2 separate regions of the Mus musculus genome follow, and region 2 is linked to region 1. The links are chromatin contacts, called in public HiChIP or PLAC-seq maps. All regions are on one chromosome and are shown on one strand. Each heading gives the region's core, a stretch centred on a gene start, on an enhancer-like site or on the middle of the called end of the contact. The rest is flanking DNA. Distances are from core to core; before and after follow the strand shown.

What was found. HiChIP or PLAC-seq counts read pairs in DNA pulled down with a chosen protein or histone mark.
Region 2: a contact with region 1 is called in a CTCF HiChIP or PLAC-seq map of CD8 T cells, with 7 read pairs. The contact joins two enhancer-like sites. A contact is called at or near these places in 1 of 15 datasets of contacts at CTCF or cohesin (CD8 T cells) and 1 of 115 datasets of contacts at active chromatin or transcription factors (CD8 T cells).

What each region holds. Positions count from the first base shown.
Region 1 is chr8:81,490,184-81,492,883 of GRCm38.p6, forward strand. All of the region lies in intron 2 of Inpp4b (inositol polyphosphate-4-phosphatase, type II), which reads left to right. Among named protein-coding and RNA genes, the nearest start is that of Gm51582, 150 kb to the left of the region's middle. Within about 2 kb of position 1,353, at least 24 of the 459 cell types and tissues checked have an H3K27ac peak or open chromatin away from gene starts, as enhancers often do. A contact at or near this core is called in CD8 T cells, where this site is marked.
Region 2 is chr8:81,585,039-81,587,738 of GRCm38.p6, forward strand. The region is part of intron 2 of Inpp4b (inositol polyphosphate-4-phosphatase, type II); the gene reads left to right. Among named protein-coding and RNA genes, the nearest start is that of Gm51582, 240 kb to the left of the region's middle. Within about 2 kb of position 1,388, at least 9 of the 459 cell types and tissues checked have an H3K27ac peak or open chromatin away from gene starts, as enhancers often do. A contact at or near this core is called in CD8 T cells, where this site is marked.

The DNA.
Region 1 (2,700 bases), core at 103-2,602:
CCTGCATTTGCTTAATGACCATTTTAGTGCATCATTTCTATTATAAGAGAAAGCCTTATACTGGGTAACAGGAATGTCTCTGAAAGCTAGATGCTCAAGACAGTTACTAGGATTCAGTATGGTGAAGGACTGGCCTTATTTTTTCCTCAAGCAATAGAAGGGGAGAATGTCAAATAGTTGCCTCTAGCCCCCTTTCTAATGGGACCATTAGTTCTGATCACCAGGAGGTCTTATTCTCATGTTCCCAAAAGACCTTCCTTAAACCCATCATGTTGGTAGTTAAGTTTCACTGTATGAAACTAGATAGGACCCATACAGACAACAGCAATGGCTAGACATTTGTCTTAAAAACCTATCATAAAGACAGAAGTACATGGACTGCAGTCACACCCATGTGAGCTCTCAGGCCTACTATGATAGGAAGAAGAAGTCATGATTAGCTATAGTCATCCTTTCTTTTAATAAACGCCTTCGGCCTCTCTCTATGGGCCATTAACTCTAGATGCTGGGATACAGCAGCCTACAAAACAGAGAGAAATCCCTTCTCTGCTGGATTTTATGTCATACTAAGAAGAGACAGATGGTAAACAAATGTCTATCACTCTAGAAAAGAGCTATAGAGAAAAGCAAGGGAAGGAGGGAGGCAGGGCATCTGTGGCAGGGTGAAGTTTCATATTTAAATTGGCAGGCCTGGAAGTCGCCAGTCAGATGCTGTTTAAGCAAAGACCTGAAGAGGTCAGTGAGTGGTCTGATCAAATGGATGGGCCAATTGAATTTTCTCTTTACCAGGACTGTGGGTCATGTATGCCAGCTCTGAGTTCAGACAGAGGAAAAAAAACAAGTCCATTGCAATAATCTTCACATGAGATGGTGGTGGATAGGGTTAGGTTAGTCAAACTGGAGGTGACACATGGCAGAGATGGTGACCTAGCAGATCTGTAACATCTCAAAGGCTGCAGCTGTTCTGCACAAGTTCTGAGGTCAGATTCAGGGCAGGGAACCGGGAAACAAATAAAAACACAGAGAAACCTTGGGAAGGCAGAACGATTCATTAGAGAGTGAAGCCAGAGAAGCAAAGATTATTCAAGCTTATAGGGGTCTGGGTAATGTTCAACACTACAGAGAACTTAGCAGGAATGTGCCCAAGAGGGGTGCACCACATTTGACAGGCAGGAGGCCATCAGTGGCCTCATCAAGGCAGCTTTGGCTGGTTGCTGAAGCTGAACATCTGAAAAATGGAGAAGTACACAGTGAAGATATGGATTGCCCTTTCAGGAAGCCTGATAGATACTGACACAACAGTCAAAGTTGTTATCATAATCCACAGTGAGATGTACATTTCCTCCAGTGATCTGCACATGTGCACAGACAGCATCCTGTACCACCAGAGCTGCTTTGTGACTTAATGAGTTCTCATGTGTATAGTGTATGCCAACATTCTTCATCTCCCTCATATAATATATTTTTAAAAATGCTTGCCAACAACAGATAAATTGATTCTGACTCTATCTCTAATATTGATTTATAATTTCCAACAATTTCATACACAACAGTTGACTAAAGAATTGCCACCTATAAGCTCATACTCAACCAGAAGGGCTGGCATCATATTTTGGACATTATGATCAAACTTTTAGACACATCATCCTTTCTTCATGTGTGGGATTTATACTCTTCGTGGTAGCACAGTTGTACAGAGAGTGGTTAGCATGTGCACGATCATGAGATTTATCTGTAACACAAAGAAAAAAGTAGAAAAAAAAGATTTGCCCTTGATGTACAGTTACAGTCACATTGTGTTCATAAGAAATCATTTCCTGCCAACAAAACGACATGGGTGTCTCCCTGTTTTGATTTTATTCTGTCTCTGTGATGTCTAATATTTGATCTGTAACCTTTGATCTGTGATCAGGCACAGGATAACTGTACTGGGGAGCTTGGTCCTCAGATGAAATATAGAATGGATCTTTCTTGAATAGGAGTTGGCATATATTATGGAAGAATAGACATCAAATACAAAAATGGCATTTAGTGATATATTTTTGAAAGGCAGAAAATCAGCATAAACTAATGAAAGCAATTTCTTCTTGGGCTGAAAGTCTGCATTAATAGAATTGTAAGGATTTTAAAGCAGAATGGACAATAAAATTTAAACAGTGAACAGAGGAAAGTATTGTAAGATCAGATATCAATCTTCTGTGCTACAGGATAGATCTGTCAGGTTTCAGTAGGAAGGTGAAAATAGAGATCTCTGAGGAACAGAGTGGATGCAAGCAGTGCTCCTTTGAGATTGGGTAGTTCCACACAGAGCTAGGTTTGTTGACTGACAATGAGAAGACAAGGGCTTTCTGTTTGGCTTTGGAAGGACCTCTCACCCTGAGCATGTATGATAAAAGAGGTTACTGAAGATTTGGGCTAGTCTGAGTGGGTGTGCTGCTGGGAGATCAGGACTTGGCTATTGATAGGTGAGCAGTTGTCAATTTGCAGATTCAAATCTTGCCTTTTCCTTTTGTTTTAAAGCGAAGGCCACAAATTGGCAACCTACCCAAAACATACAACACTCATAAATTTGTTTTTTTTCCTCCCTAGTATTTTATTCATAATATTTCAGATTTTATTCAACAGTAGCAAAATGCTACAGAAGTTCAATTTTTGTTCTTTGCTTTGCTTTTAGGGAAAAAAAAGTGGAAAATGTATCCT
Region 2 (2,700 bases), core at 138-2,637, 95 kb after region 1:
GATGAGTGGAGAGGTGGGCAAGACCACTAAGCCCTTCCCAGGAAGAGCAAAGTATTTGGGAAAAGAGACAGCCTGGACACGATACAAATGGCTGGGGTCATGGCCATGGGCTCCCACAATGCACTGTTTTACCATATGGTCTTTTAAAGTAGACATTTTCTTAGTTTAATTGATATCCTTCCATTCCAACACAATTGCTGAAGGCCACGATTCTCTCAGGCCTCCATTACTGCCAGTCATTTCTTTTATTAAATAAATTTAAATGATATCCATTTACTTATCGCAGTTGCATGTCTGCTTGTTTGCATGCATGGATGCATGTGTGGCATGGCGTGAATAGGGATGTCAGAGACAACTTGCTGGTAGGAGTCAATTCTCTTCTTCCTCTGTGTGAGGCCTGAGGTCAGATTTGGTGGACAGTACCTTTAACTGATGAGACATCTCTCTGGTCCTCCTTCGGTACCATCGTGTGGGTACATGACATCTATGTCCATCAACTGCCAGAAACTCAGGACCAGGTCTGTGACTATAAGACTCTGGAACAATCTTATTGAAACAAAAATGGGTATCTGTCACTACTATATGTATATAACACAAACAAACAATTGATCGTTTGAAGGATTTCTTATTAGGTAATTTGAAGGAAGGTGTATAATTAGAAACAACAGCTATGGAAATAAGAGTGCTTTTCTCTTTCTTATTGACCTAAATTCCATGGAGCATGGCTGTCCACTGAATTTGATGATTTCAAAGATAGCGTGCCCATCAATAACCTATTAATCTGACAATGGCTTGGTAGTCTGTTTGGTTGCCCTTGATTTCCAGGAGGGCTCGCAAAGCTGGATCTGAGAGATAACTGACACTCTCTGCTGCTTTTCTTTGTAAAGCCCGGAACTTCAGGGCTAAGTCCCTGAAGGTCTTTGAGGAATATAAAACACAACCCCTCACATATCACATCCTCTCTTTAAAGAGGAAGTATGCTTGTGTTTCCTCAATAAGATGGCTTTTCCTCTGCTCTCATTTCTTTAGGCTTACTCTTTAGATTTTTTTCCACATTAATTTCACAGTGATAAAGTGAGAGAAAGATCCCTGAATTATTTTTTGATTTAAGAATAAAATATGTAATATTTTACAATTATGGAATGTCTTAAACCTGGAGAAAATCCATATAATATTCTTCATGACTCTATATGCAGAAACCACATAAACTATGAAAAATATGAAATAGCCCCATTATATGCTTTTCTAGAAGCCCAAAGTTTATAAGATGTGGATTAAATGATTTTGACAAGATTTTCTGAAATCTGTCTTTGTCTGTATGTCCACCCATTCCTCCTTCCTTTGCAGTCTTTGTATCTGTCTGTTTGTCTTTCTCACATGCACACACACACACACAGGGTTGGGGGGAGTAGTAGTTTCATGTCACCATTGCTGATGTTTGTCAAGTTCACACAGTGACAGGTAAAAACACTCAACACTATTTACCCATTCTGTCTTCAACCTACAAATGTGCCAACTCTTGTTAAATGTGAAGCCACACAGTTGAATTGCTTTTTAAGAACATAAAAATATTTGATAATGAAAGCATAAGCTCCGATGAGAAAATTCACAGTTTTTGTTTCAAGTGGTTACTCTAACTATAGAGAAGTTCTTTGAGGTTCACCGTCTCTGGTTAATTTTGCTGTATGATTTTTTCCTTTAATTTTTAATGCTGCACATTTTTTTTATTTATGATGTCACTTTTAAACAAAATTATTCACTTTACATCCCACTCACTGCCTCCCAGTTGATTTTTAATTAACATAGTAAGTGCAGGACTAGAATTTCACTAATACATCACCCGCTGACCACTATACTACCGCCTTGCCTGCTTTGGTACTTGTTGACATTTGCAAGAGCTGGCCTCCTTTCATCCAGCCCTCTGTGGCTTTCTGTTCCCCATTTCCAGGTCTTCAAGCATACTAAATTGTGCTTCTTTGACTTGCTTTGGGACTTTGCATTATGTTTCCTCAGAGAGGCAGAAGAAATAGTGAAGACAGCCACTCTTTCCAACGTGTATTTACCTTCACTATATTGGTACTTCACATTACAGTTGCGATTTCTGCGTATTTGCTTTCTTGGTTTTTTTTTTTGTTTTGTTTTTTTTTCTTTTTTTCCCATTTTTTATTAGGTATTTAGCTCATTTACATTTCCAATGTTATACCAAAAGTCCCCCATACCCACCCACCCCCACTCCCCTACCCACCCACTCCCCCTTTTTGGCCCTGGCGTTCCCCTGTACTGGGGCATATAAAGTTAGCACCCATCCTTCTATCTCCTCTACTCTTCTGTAAGTTCCAGGAGTCAAAGAAACCATGCAGACTTTGTTTTGGCCAATCAATTAAACCAATCAATTTTATTAAATGGGTGAAAACAGCCCAGCACAATGTCTAGCACATTAGATTTAGCAACACTGCAGTCATTGTCTCCATCCCTCTGGCTCTCCACCGCCCTGCCTTTCTAGTTGAGGTAGACCATAGGACATTTTATTTTCAGTTACAAGGGACCATGATATGATGCTTCCTCAGAATTGAAAACCCAGAGAACTAAGATTTCTCCCCAAGAGTTAGTTTCTCACGATAATGCCAAGAATCATAGTCAAGGTGGACAAATTATTTTAAACAGGTTGTATGCAGATGAACCCAGTTGCAAACTGACTGG